Regions from separate parts of the Rattus norvegicus genome. Here region 1 is linked to region 2. The links are chromatin contacts, called in public Hi-C maps. All regions are on one chromosome and are shown on one strand. Each heading gives the region's core, a stretch centred on a gene start, on an enhancer-like site or on the middle of the called end of the contact. The rest is flanking DNA. Distances are from core to core; before and after follow the strand shown. Region 1 holds the start of Flt1 (Fms related receptor tyrosine kinase 1). Region 2 has its middle 11 kb from the start of Mtus2.

Region 1 (6,753 bases), core at 4,097-6,596, 210 kb before region 2:
AGGAAGCTGCATACTCCGGTCCAGGGAGGGCAGGGAGAAGCCCTCATTCTGTCTGGCTACCGGGAGGAGCTGCCCTGCTGCCCAGGGTTTCCCAGGGAGGGAGGGAGGGATTGACAAGGAGCCCAATGATCTCAGAGGTGGTCCAGCAGTAGGAAAGAGGGGCAGAGTTAACATAGGTGGGACAGAAGGTGGAGGGACCGAATGACAGATTAAATCTGTCACCATAAACCATGGCTACTCCAAAGAAGGAGCCCAAGGGCTCACAAGGAAAATTAATCTTCTCTTAGATAACTTCGTGGGCTACTAAGCGGCTATAGATTTTAAATTTGTTTGTTTGGATTTTTTTGTTTGGTTTTGGTTTTTTTGTTTTTTATTTATTTTTTGTTTGGTTGGTTTTTTGGTTTTTTTTTTTTTTTTTTTTTTTTTTTTTGTCTTTTTGAGACAGGGTTTCTCTGTGTTGGCCTGGCTGAGATCAGAGGCATGGACCACTGGGCACTGAAGTTGTTAATTTAACTCCTTGGGAAGGAGTGGGACATAAGCTTTAACAATCTCATGGTTAAGGAGATGGTGGGAGAGTAGCTCAATGGTAGAGCCTTTGTTGAACGACTGAGAGAGCCCAGATTTGATCCCCGGCACCACAAAATACTACTACTACTACTACTACTACTACTACTACTACTACTACTACTATAAATGTATGCAGATATCACGGTTTAATGAATATTGGGTCTCCCCACTTTGTTCGAGTGGAGAATATGCACAAAAGCAGAAGAAATGTGAACTATGGGTGGACCTTCAGGGTGTCATCCTAGGTCTGCCACTGGCCAACTTCAGAGCTAGAAAATATCACAGAACTGCTGTACCCTCCAGGAGCTGAGCCCCAAGGCGCTCTCACAACAAATGTGTGTGAGAGAGACAAGATCGAGTCTCCCTCTCAAGGAGCCTGACATGGAAGACAGAGGCAGGAATCAGAAATGGTCTTCAAGCATCCAGGTTTGCAAAGGCGGATGGGAAATGCCCAGGAATTCTTGACGTCCCCCCCACCCCCACATCCGCCCAGCAACAATGCAGGATGTCTAACTCACTGTCTTCAGCAGACTGAGTAGAACCATTTCCTTAATGAACACCCCCACACACGCCCCCGACGGTGCCGCACGCTAAATCAGAGGCTTCTCTCTCCGGTTCCTTCAAATACTCCATTCCTCCCATTTCCTTCCCTTCCTTCAGTCTGGAATAAAGTCCAGCAATTTAATGTTCAATCACCGTGCGGCATCCAAGGAACCACTGATTTCGGCCTCCACCACTGTCCTGGAAAGCAACTGGCAGGGCCGGAGTCTTTCCTCAGGAGCCGCTCTGCTCTGCTAAGCTAAACCAACATGTCAGCTGCTCCTGGTATAATTTTTACTTAAAATAAAGAGAGCCTGGTGTGTTCGTCAAATATCCTCTTCCGCTATGCACAGTATCAAGTACGTTGAAAAATGGTTCTTAACCTGCGATGACCACACATCATCTACTGTGTGCTGGGCCAAATAAACCCTCCTCACCAGTTCCCAGCTTCCTGAATCCCTTTTCACCCCTGGGCTCACTCTTGCACACATTAAGAGCACCACAGAAACCGCTTGCTCTGTTTCTGTTCTCTCTTAGCTTGACTGCAAAGCCAGGGTAGGGATCAGCCACAGTTCTGTTGGGTTACACCACACAATTTCCTCCCAAGGAACCACCTTTCCAGAGGGAAGGGGGCAAGTGTCACTATAAAGCCTTTTGGGGGGAATAGATATATCACTTCAAGTTCCACATTATACACATTCGAGGACTCAGAAATGTCCCCAAAGTTTTGGAGAGGGGGGAAAAATAAGTACTTGGTTGGTCTTTTAGAAGTCACAAAAATAGGTTTAACTATTAAATAAGAGGTTTAGTAGTAGCCTTGCTGTAATCTGGAACAGTTTTAGAACATAGCTGTTTTTAAAAAACAAACAAACAAACAAAAACTAATAAATATTAACTTTTTTTAAAGCAAGAAATACGGGGTGGGGGTGGTTAAAGCGACAGATATCTTCCATGTGGTTAACGTGACTTAGTCCCTGTCGTAGTTACACATTCTGCTGAGAAAAAACAAAAGGCCCACGCTAATGATCTATGCCTGAGGCATCTGGGATGGCCTCCTCCACCAGCCTCCCACCCCCCAAAAAAGGAAGCCCACTAAAGACCAGGTTAATTGGTTGGTCTAGAACTTTCTACCAGAGAAAAGGATCAGGTGTGATTCCTGACAGCAACCCCCCAGCTCGGCAGCCACAGTGTCAAATGGCTTAGCGCCCATTAGCAGGCATAAGAATGGCAGGGAACCTGGAAAACAGAAGGACCCCATTCTGTTTGCTTTGTGAAATTCAGTCACTGAATTTTAGAGTTGAAAAGGAGCCTTCGGAAATCAACCATATTTTTAGGCCAGATAGTGGTGGCCCACACCTTTCATCCCAGCACTGGGAGGGCAGAGGCTAGCCTGGTCTACAGAGTAAGTTCCAGGAGAGCCAGGGCTACACAGAGAAACTCTTGCATAGAGGGGGGAAAAAATCAACTATATTTTTTAATTTTGCCAATTTTTAAAAGAAAAAAAATGCCAGTTGGGGAATCATTTGAAAAGAAACTATATAGCCTATTAAAGACTTTTCAACCAGGAAAAAAATTAATGCTGCACTAAAAAGATTTTTTTTCAAAGAAACCCTAGTTCACAGTTTATCTGCAAGATGACTGATCAGTTGGAAAGCAACATGAACCATAAGAGTCCCATTTAAAATATGCCATTTTGGGAAAAGCACAGCTCTGTAAGTCTTGGAGAAAAAAAATAGAAACCACTATGTAAAACTATGTATGAGAAATGCATTCTATTCAATTTTGAAATAGGTATTATTATTATTATTATTATTATTATTATTATTATTATTAATTTATCGAGAAAGGGACTCCCTTTAGAGCCAATGTCTCTGGTTAGAACTCACCATCCCTCTGCCTTAGGTCTTGAGTTCTTGGAATATGGATGTAGCCCTCACACCTGGCTGTTAATATTTGCATAATTTTTATTTTAACTCAGAGTTACCATACACACACCCCAATCCCAAAATTTAAGTATTTCTAACTAGTTCTACCAAACTCCAAATGTTAGCTGCTTAAAGAAAAGTAAGGGAGGGGGAGAGGGAAGGATAAAGGGGTGAGAAGGGAGAGAGAAGGAGAGAGAGAGAGGTGAGCAAAAGAAGTGCACGCTGGTGTGGTGTTAATCAAGGGTATGGAGTTAAACAAGAGTGTGGTGTCTTAAACCTTGAACAGGAGACTGAACTTTTTAAGAGACAGTGGTCTCCATAGCTACAAAGAGGACCCGAAAGTATTGTAGTTCGTAACTAATAAAGAGGCTCTAACACCCGATGGGGCTCAGCGCCTGGCTAGCCGGTGCAAAGCGACTCCGTACGTTACCCGTTACCCGTACCGTTTCTGTACTGCTTCAATCTGCCTCTGCTGGTCTCAACCCCATATAAAATTACGCTTAGCTAAAACCAACCACGCTTTAAAGTTTAAAAGTAAAGACACGTGTGCGAAGCAGAAAATCCAATGAGACATGGGTTTTCCCCCTCTATAACTTGGGGGTTTGCAGTAATTTTTAAGCTAGCTTTTGCCTTTATATAGTAAACTAGTATTTAAACTCTCTAAGCGATTATATTTCGAATAAGCAGCTCTTCAAAAACATTTGAGAAATAGAAAATACAAGAACTCGTTTAATATCATTGTTCTAGAACCTAGCCAGCCCATGTCGAGTTCTGGCTTTACCATTTCAATCCATTTTAATTATAAACCCCTGCTCATTACTTTGAAAGGAAGTGCAGTCTTCTCATTCCTAAAGGCTCGTTCTTACTGCCTTTAAAATCCGTGTTGCCTTTCTTTCTGGGGCCATTACAATCCTGACTCTTTCTTCTCTACCTTTTTTCCCCAACCACGTTGCTTTAAAGAAAGGTGTTCTGGTATCTGGCTCTGCCCAAAGCGACCTCACAGGATCCTTCGCCCCTCGTGCCTGCAGACCTGGAGTTAAGAGTTCCCGAGCTCCATTCAGCTTTTTAACCCTTGGATGACAAAGGTCTCCACATTAAATGCTCTTAAAATCTGCTGGTCCCTGATCCGTCCTCCCCTCCACCTCCCCAGCGCTTTTTACATCCCAGTGAAGGCTGATTTAGGCGATGTGCATACCTCACCTACTCCTTAAACCACAGCTTTCGGTCCAAATTGCCAGGTCCTCCCCCCTTGATTCATAACCTAAAGGTAGGGCTTAAATTTCCAAAACTTGAAGACTGGACCCTAGGCTGCCGGGCGCTTTGAGTCACTCACGCCGACGACCTGGACCGCACACCGGCCCGCACCCGCGGAGGCCCCACCCGAGAGACAGCGCTCAGCGAACTGCGGGGAAGAAACTGTGCCCGCTGTACGTTCCCCAACTTCCTCCGGACGGTCCCAAGCGGGTACGGGAACCAGAGCTGGCCCTTTGCTGGCTCCATCTGCTCGCCGCGGGCACGGGATCCTTCCCAAATTTGACCTCCTTTGCTCTGGTAGAGCGAGATCATCGCTATCGAGCCCTCTTCTGTCCAGCCCCGGGCAGCCTCTCTGACATCTAGCTCGCTCTAGCTAACCCTAGAGGACTCAGCCTCAGCCGGGGAGCGGGCTCTGGATGCAAAAAGGTCCACCAGTGTGGTGATCTGCACTTCCAGAGTCTACGGAGCGAGCGCCTACCCCAGAGCCTGGCAGGGGACAAGCGGCTCCGGGTGCACTCCGCAGATAATCTGGCTCTGACCCCAGCGCGGAGCTAAGGAGAGTCTGAACAGTGATGCCAACTTCCAGCGGCGCCCACTGGGGGAGAGGAAAAAAGATGTGTGTCCCGAGGCGTACCCACTGCTACAAGTGTCCCCGGCTCCCGCCGGAGCTCGCTTGCCCGCTTGTAGTCTCGCTCTCCCGGACCACCCCGTGGCTGCCCAACCCCGCCGAGCTCCAACTCGTGGTCCCCGGCGCGTCTCACCTGTGAGAAGCAGACACCCGAGCAGCGCGCAAGGCAGGACCGCGGTGTCCCAGCAGCTGACCATGGTGAGCGCGACGCGGCCTGCTGGCCCGGTGCCCGCGCTCTCCGAGGCCGACGGAGCAGCCGCCCGAGCCGGTCCCCTCCTGCTCCTGATGGCGCCGCGAGAGCTCTTCTCGCGCCTGCAGCCGAGGTGGTGTGGGGGGCGGAGGGGATCCTCCCAGTCTCGCGTCCGCTAGCCGCTGCGCTTGAGTCCCGGAGCCCGCTCGGAGCTGCTGCCACCACTACCACCACTACCTCCGGGGAGTGTCCGCCACCGCGCTCCGAGCCTCCCGAGGACCTCGCTGAAGCGCAGCCGAGGGCGGGGGCGATTTATAACCTTCCCCAGCCCACTTCCTACCCCGGCACCTCCTTCTAGTGACGTCAAGGGGTCCCCCACCCCTCATCCGCCTCCCCACCTACCCTCTTCTTCCTCCCGGAGGGGCGGGGGCCGGCGAGGGCGGGTGGCCTGGGGGCCGGAGCGCGCGTGCGGTGGCGCTAGGCGCGCGGGTCCCGGGGCAGGTTCGCAGGTTCAGCGTCCTTGCTCGGTGCCCTGCTGCCCCCGCCCCTCCTGCCCATCGCTCTCAGGAAATCCTTGCCCAGCTCCCTCCACCGGGCTTACTCAGCTCTGGTGACCGCCCGAAACTGAGGAGGGGACCGGCGAAGTGCACCGCCCTGCCCCCGGGGCGGGAAGTCTTATCCTAGGGAAGCTGGCCGCGCCCCCGCGACGGTGTCCCTGGCACCGAGGAACGAGGCGCAGTCGAGCCCTCTCCTGAGCGGTCCCGCCGGTCCCTGACCCCGCCAGACTGTTCCCAGACGGCGAAGGAAGGCGCCAGAGACCCTCCGCTTAAGGCACTTGGACCCGGAGCGTCCGAAGGAACCGGACGCCTTGCCAGGCACCTTCGGAAAGAGCGCGGGGCCGCGCGGGTCCCAAGGGAGGGAGTCTGTGTCTTTTTCGGCTGCATTAATGCACCCGCCCAAGCCATTTCCTCAACCCTCTGCTTCCTAGAAGCAAAACAAGGAATAACATGTTACCTTTTTCAAAAGCCAAGGCGTGAGACACGCTCCTGCAACTTGTAAAGGGCCAAGAACTTGAACTCTATGTCTGAAACGCTGGATGGAAAAGAAATCTTTTTGGTGGAAGCCGGCTAGCCAAGATGACTGACTCGAATGTTCTTGGAACAAAAACGGGTGAAATTAACTTGAGACACTAGATCATTTACGATGACACTAATTCCACGTTGTTCCTCAATTATGTATCCATTAACTGGAAGGCTGAAGTCGTCCCGGCCTCCCCGGAGCAGCCCGGTCTTGTCCCTGTAAATACTGCAGGTTTGAAAAATAGCTCATTGCAACCTGCCAGATGCCGGTGATAAAATGGCTCCTAAATGGGACCAGAGGCTTTTCCTGAAGGACTAGACTAAATCTCCGGTAGGGAAGGTTGCGCAACCCGAGTTGCCTCACTGCTAAGAGAGTCTGCGCCACCCCCCCCACCCCCACCCCCACTCCCGCAGCTCTCCTAGGGCAGCGGGAGCCGCTGAGCCAAGGCCAGGGAAATTCTTCTCTCCTTCGTGGTCAGGAGAAAGGAAAGGCCGCTATGAGCCGCAGCTCACCTGCGGACTTCCCCTCCCGGTTCTGCTTTCTCTACAACCCTCCACTAGGGTCAGTGC
Region 2 (6,684 bases), core at 122-2,621:
CACCACCACCACCACCACCACCACACCATCATCATCACCACCACCATCATCATCACCATCACCACCACCATCATCACCACCACCACACCATCATCATCACCACCACCATCATCACCATCACCACCACCATCATCACCATCATCATTACTGCCACCATCATCACCACCACCATCATCATTACCACCATCATCACCACCGCCACCACCACCATCATCATCACCACCACCATCATCACCATCATCATTACTGCCACCATCATCACCACCACCATCATCATTACCACCATCATCACCACCGCCACCACCACCATCATCATTACCACCACCATCATCACCATCATCATCATCACCACCATCATCATCATCATCGTCATCATTATCATCATCATCATCGGTTTATTCTTTGTAAACAGTGATATTATTAACATGCTACCTCAGCTAGCCAAGCCATATTTCCTAATTCTTATGCCCTGCCCCAAAGTGTTAGATTAATTACTGTAATTTCTCTCTAAGTTTCTTACAGGTCAGGTAGAATCTTTTCATCTTAAAGATTGAGATGTGACAAACTGGTGGCTGCCATTCAAGGGAAAGAGCCGCTACACACGGTGACAGCTACCGTCAACTAGGAAACTCGATCTTTATCTAAACCTTATCTTTGTTATCCAGTTTACTTGGGCACTTAGGGTTAGGACATTTTTTAAAAAGTCACTCTGATGAAACAGGAGTGGAGAGACTGGGCGATAAAATCTAAGCTTTTCGGGGTTGGGGATTTAGCTCAGTGGTAGAGCGCTTGCCTAGGAAGCGCAAGGCCCTGGGTTCGGTCCCCAGCTCCGAAAAAAAGAACCAAAAAAAAAAAAAAAAAAAAAAAATCTAAGCTTTTCGTGTCAAGAGGAAGAGAAGCAGTCCCCGTTTGGAGTTTAATTAGGGAGACACCGATTGAAGGTATGCAGTGTGGTCTCCCACAGAGCATGACGGATCACCACGCGGGAGATCCCCCGGAAATGCAGATGTGTCTCCTCTCCTACAGTAGTGAGATCAATGGTAACTTAGTAATCAGGGACTTAGACCCACCGCCAGTCTGTCATTTGTGGTATTTGTTCCAAGGTACACGCCCACAGCCGCGGTTTGTTTTCACTTTCCTGTTGCAACTGCTGGAGCCCCAGCATATGCTTGGACTGATTAAGGAAAACAACCACAGCACACCATACCACACCACACAACACCACACCACACACCACAGCACACCACACACCACACCACATACTGGTATTCTGATCCTCAATGGCTACTGAGCTCAGCAAACAAGCAGAGCCAATTACAAAGTGCTGGGTAGAAAGTCCCGCCCCCTCTGCCCCGTCTCCCCTGCCCTTCTCCCAGCAAAATGACTCAGTTCAGGTTGCAGCCGGGAGTGATGGCTGAGAGTGAGCACAGAGAGAGCAAGCATCTGGGCTTCTGGTCTTTCCAGATTTTTTTCTCCTGCCACCGCAAACTGGGACTTTAAGATGCTTTATTTCACTAGTCAAGTGTGACCCAGTCACTCTTTGGAGGGACTTAAACACAGCGGGGTGCTCCCTCCTGCACCCGGATTAAGCACAAACCACACCCAGACAACTTTTCTCAGCGGGGTGGGGGTGGGAGGAGAAAAGTAAAGTGGCCAGTTTTCTGATTTAGGCAGAAAACAGCAACAAATGACCTTGAATGATTTTTAAGAAGGAAGAGGGGGAGGACTGTGTTAGAGTTAGAGGGCTAGGCTAGGAACCGCGGTATGTCCTGAGTGCTAATTAGGGTAGCTAATGGGAACTTTTGACTGTCGGATTTTAATACTTGGATAGCTTAATAGTCAGCCTCAGGAATGAGTCTGGCATAAGAAGGTGTCCAAATACGGGAACAGACCTTGGTGGCTGTCACTAGGAATGTAATCTGTGGTTTACAAGGGAGAGGGAAGAGGGAAGCTTAAGGCGTTTGCCAGCACCGAAGACGCCATGCTTGGGGCTGCTAGAGCGCTTCGCTCTTTATTGGTGGCGCAGAAATATCACAGATTAGATGCTGGGGGAATCTGGAAATGGTATGTGAAGATGCCGTGGCTCGCTTTGCTAGCTTGTTTTTATTTTTGAGCCAGGGTCTTCCTGTGTAGCTCTGATATATCTGGAGCTTGTTACATAGGCTAAGGTGGCCTTGAACTCAAGTTCATCTGCCTCTGCCTCCGGAGTGGTGCCACACCACACCCTCCTCTAAAGATCCCTCCTTGGATACTAGTTTCGACTCAAAACAAAACAAAACAAAAACAAAACACCCAAACAAAGAAGCAATTACCAAGGAAAACAACAACAAAAGATTTAAGGTTTCCCAAATTTGAGGCCATAACTACTCCTAGTTTGCAAGCGTCCCCTCACTCCAGGACTGAAGCATCCTTTTGCTGCCTACCCTGCATAGAGCCGTGAGATCGCACTGCTGGTTTCCATTGTATGACTTCTCTTAACCAAACAGCTGCTGTTTCTCGGAACTGTGTGGATAGACGTCCGTCCGTTGATCCAGTTCGCTTGTGAGTCTTCCTAGAGTCGAAGGCACCGCCATTGGGCGTTCACTGAAAGCCCGCAGGAAACCAAGCATGGTTTTCTTCAAGATGTCCCGAGGTATGACGACTCAGGGATGCAGAGACCCACAGGAACGGCCTGCCGCTGTTCTCTAGAGCAGATGTGCGTCTAAAGATTTATTTATTTATTATATGTAAGTACACTGTAGCTGTCTTCAGACACACCAGAAGAGGGCATCGGATCTCTTTACAGATGGTTGTGAGCCACCATGTGGTTGCTGGGAATTGAACTCAGGACCTCAGGACCTCTGGAAGAGCAGTCAGGTGCTCTTAACCGCTGAGCCATCTCTCCAGCCCCAGATGTGCGTCTAAATAAAGAGAACAACTTTTCCATACCAGCTCCACCAGCTCCCATTAGCTAGGCATGCACCTCAGCCTGACAATTAAAGGGACGGGGAATAGCAAAGAAGAACAGAGTTCTTCAGTGCAACCACAATGGGCGGAGTAATATACAAAAGAGTTCAGTGGATATCCCTACCCTGGAGCCTATCTTTGGGTTCTGACTTGAACTTTAAGTTTACATGGAGGGAAAACTGGGGCAAGGAGCAAGGGGCAAGGGGCATACATAATTAGGCTGTACTGACTAGAGTGTAGTTCCACACAGCAACGAAGCTTCAAGGCTAGTCCTGTGAGGACCTGCTCTCTTCTTCGCTCATGAGTAATCAATCCTATCTTCCAGTAAGGTTTGCTTGTAGCATAGCTATACAAACATCCCACACAGTGAGCCTTTCCTGAGAGGACCCCATTCCTTTGCCTAGTACGGTCCTTCCTTTGTCTCCTCTGAATTCTTTCTTTGGTGGAGATAAGAACCTGGCGGTACCTTGTAGAAGTTACAAACTGACCTGTTTGAGATATCCTCAGCCCTTGCCTATGGGTAGCATCATAGCATCCCCATAACCGCGAAGCTTGCAGGGGTCAGCAACTACAGATTTAGGATCCCTGAGAGGCTGACACTGGGCAGGCTTACAGCGCTCTGTTCTCCCTGGGTCCCACTTGGGCTATAAGGCCAGCATATTAATATATAAGTGTGCTGTCGTGTCTTCAGACACACCAGAAGAGGGCGTCAGATCTCATCACAGATGGTTGTGAGCCACCATGTGGTTGATGGGATTTGAACTCAGGACCTCTGGAAGAACAGTCAGTGCTCCTAACTGCTAAGCCATCTCTCTAGCCCATTTTGAAACTCTCTACCTTGATGGCTGCATTTGTATCCTGTGAGTGAAGTCCCATGGGAGGGTGGTGGCTGAGCACAGGGGCTTGGAACCGCATCCTGCCAGGCCACCCCCAGGGTTGAGTCTAAGTCACCCGCTGCTGTTGTGTGCCCAAGGGGGTGTCTGGGGTGATGGGAAGGCCAGCAGGGCAGGCCTGGCATTCTGTATACCAATCATGTCCAGAACCACGGTCCCCCCTCACCCTGCACATCAAGGGTCTAAAGTGCGGGCAGCCTTCCAGTAACCCTGTGTGTTCTGATACATGTGACATTAGCTAGCAATAAAGGCGCACAACAAAGGAATATGTGGATTTTTGTTTGTTCGGGAACAAGGGATCTGTATTCACACTTTGTGCCCACAACTTTGTGGTATAACAGCGCTGTTCTGTGGACCGGGTGCCCTCTGCTGGGCAGACTGGGTATTAACTCTAAAGAAAATAGCTATGCCAAGAAGTTTTTAAAAATCAGATGGTGGCATGGCGGTGCACTCCTTTACTCTCTGCACTTGGGAAGCTGAGGCAGGTGGATTACCGAGCTGGAGACCAGCCTGGTCTATATAGCAAGTTCCAGGAGAGCCAGGACTATATAGACTTATTTAAAGAAAAAAATAGAAATAGAAAAAGAAAAACAAACAAACAAAAAAAGAATTTCAAAACTCCACTTGAGAACATGTTCTATGCAAATATTTTCTTCTTCTGGGCTGCTGAAGTCTGGGAAATATTTCTATGATGATTGGAAGTCATAAATAATTTATAATTTAGCCTTTACATTGCTGCTTCTATAGTAGCCTGATTTGGGGGTAGTGATGGATTAAAACCCTGGTAGGGGGGATGCCATTGAAATTAGGGTTTTGTTCTCTTATCCCATTGTGTGTGTGTGTGTGTGTGTGTGTGTGTGTGTCTGTGTGTGCGTTTGTGTGTGGTGTGAGTGTGGTGCGTGTCTATGTATATGTGTGCATTTGCATGTAGGGTGAGTGTATATGTGTCCATTTGTGTATGGGGTGAGAGTATGTGGTGTGTTTGTGTGTGTGTGTGTGTGTGTGTGTGTGCATTTGTGTCTGGGGTGAGTGTCTGTGACTGTGTGTGTCGCATATACATGATAGTCACACTGGCGATTCATAAATGAAAGGTGAACTATGAGATTCCATTGGGTACATACATAAGTAGTGTTAATTATACAGCTCAGGTCTTTGCCTACTCCCTCTGTATGCCAAGCACAGTGGCATGGACTTATGTCTGTCTTCTCTGGTTCTTCTTTCCTTCTTTCAACTTGACATACAACTAGACATGCATAATAAAAGGACTTTCAACTGAGGCACTGTCTTCATCAGATTAGCCTCCACAGGTATCTGTGGGGACATTTTCTTGGTTGCTGTTGATGTGGGAGGGGGAGGGCCCCGCCCTCTGTGGGCGGAGCCCTCCCTGGGCTGGAGGTCCTGGGTTTATAAGGAAGCAGGCTGAGCAAGCCATGAGGTGCAAGCCTCCATGGCATCTGCCTCAGTTCCAGCATCTAGATTCCTGCCTTGGCTTCCCTCAGTGATGGAGTGCATCCATTCTTGACTAGTAACCCTTCCCTCCCCAAGTTGCCTTTCATCATGGCGTTTATTACAGCACCAGAAAGCAAACTAGAACAACAATATACCACAGCTGCTCGAGTAATGGAATTGTAGAAACTGGGATCGCCATTTTGAGTTCCCTCTCTATCTCCTGTATGGTATCCGGAGCCTCCAACAACTTCCTACGTTAAGAGACAGGAGGATGACCATTTTAACAAACTTTGACTGATCACGTATACTGCCATGTCCTAAATTGTACCGGAAAGAGAACCGAAGCACACAGATCGGGTGGCTCAGGCTAACGTCACCAAGTCAGCTGATCGATGACCCACCAGTATTTACTGGCTTTCTCCCATGTGCTGAGGGCCAGGATGATGCTGCCCAACTAGAATTAAATGAAGTGTGTCCTCAACCAAACAGGATGAAGGAACATGTAAGCAAATTCGCACTGTGGTGTAAGTCCTACAGACACCCTGCTGTGGGCTTTCCCAGAATTTCACCTCAGGGGCATCAGGGAAGGGTCTGCCAAAGGACACAGGCAGAAAGGACACGTCTATGCCGATGTAGTTTCAGTATGGGGGTGCTAGTTGCACAGCGTTTTTCTAGTGTTTAAAACAAGTGTGTGTGTGTGTGTGTGTGTGTGTGCACGCGCACGCACGCGCGCACGCACGCGCACGCATGCACGCGCACGCGCGCACGCGCCTGTGTATAGCCTTGAGTGTAGGTCTCTTCAGAGGCCAGAGGTACTGGGTTCCCTGGAGCAAAGTTACAGGAAGCTGTGAGCCATCTGAAGTGGATGTGGGAGCAAAGTCAACTCCTCTGGAAGAGCAGTACATGTTCTTAATAAATAAACCATCCCTCCTGGGCTAGCGGCTTTTGTAAAATATTTTTAAAAATTATTTATCTTTTATTTTCTAGGTGTGAGTGTTTACCTGCATGTATGTGCACCACATGCATGTAGTACCCTTGGAAGACAGAAGAGGGCACCAGAGTCCCTGGATCTACAGTTTTAGGAGGCTGTGAGCCACTGTGTGGGGGCCAGGACCCAAACCCAGGTCCTCTGAGAGAGCAGTAAGGATTCTTAACTGCTGAGCCATGTCTCCAGTCCCTAAATCTTACTCACTATTATGATTATGATTGTGATTATTATTATTGTCTTTTTTTCAAAACAGTGCTTCTCCGTGTAGCCCTGGCTGTCCTGGAACCCTGTAGACCAGGATGGCCTCTGGCACACAAGTGCTGGGATTAAAGGTGTGTGCCAGCATGCCTGGTTCTTGTTGTGTTGTTGTTATTTGTAGGGTTTTGAGACAGGGTTTCTCTGTGTAGC

Evidence for each region. Hi-C and Micro-C count contacts between places; a contact is called where the count stands out from the background.
Region 1: a Hi-C map of mammary epithelial cells shows a contact between it and region 2, with 3 times the contacts expected there. The contact joins the promoter of Flt1 here to the enhancer-like site in region 2.

What each region holds. Positions count from the first base shown.
Region 1 is chr12:12,332,023-12,338,775 of GRCr8, reverse strand. Flt1 (Fms related receptor tyrosine kinase 1) reads right to left here and starts at 5,346. Exons shown (of 30, transcript NM_019306.2): 1 at 5,048-5,346. The coding sequence starts at 5,111.
Region 2 is chr12:12,121,963-12,128,646 of GRCr8, reverse strand. No RefSeq gene overlaps it. Among named protein-coding and RNA genes, the nearest start is that of Mtus2, 11 kb to the right of the region's middle. Within about 2 kb of position 1,371, at least 15 of the 93 cell types and tissues checked have an H3K27ac peak or open chromatin away from gene starts, as enhancers often do.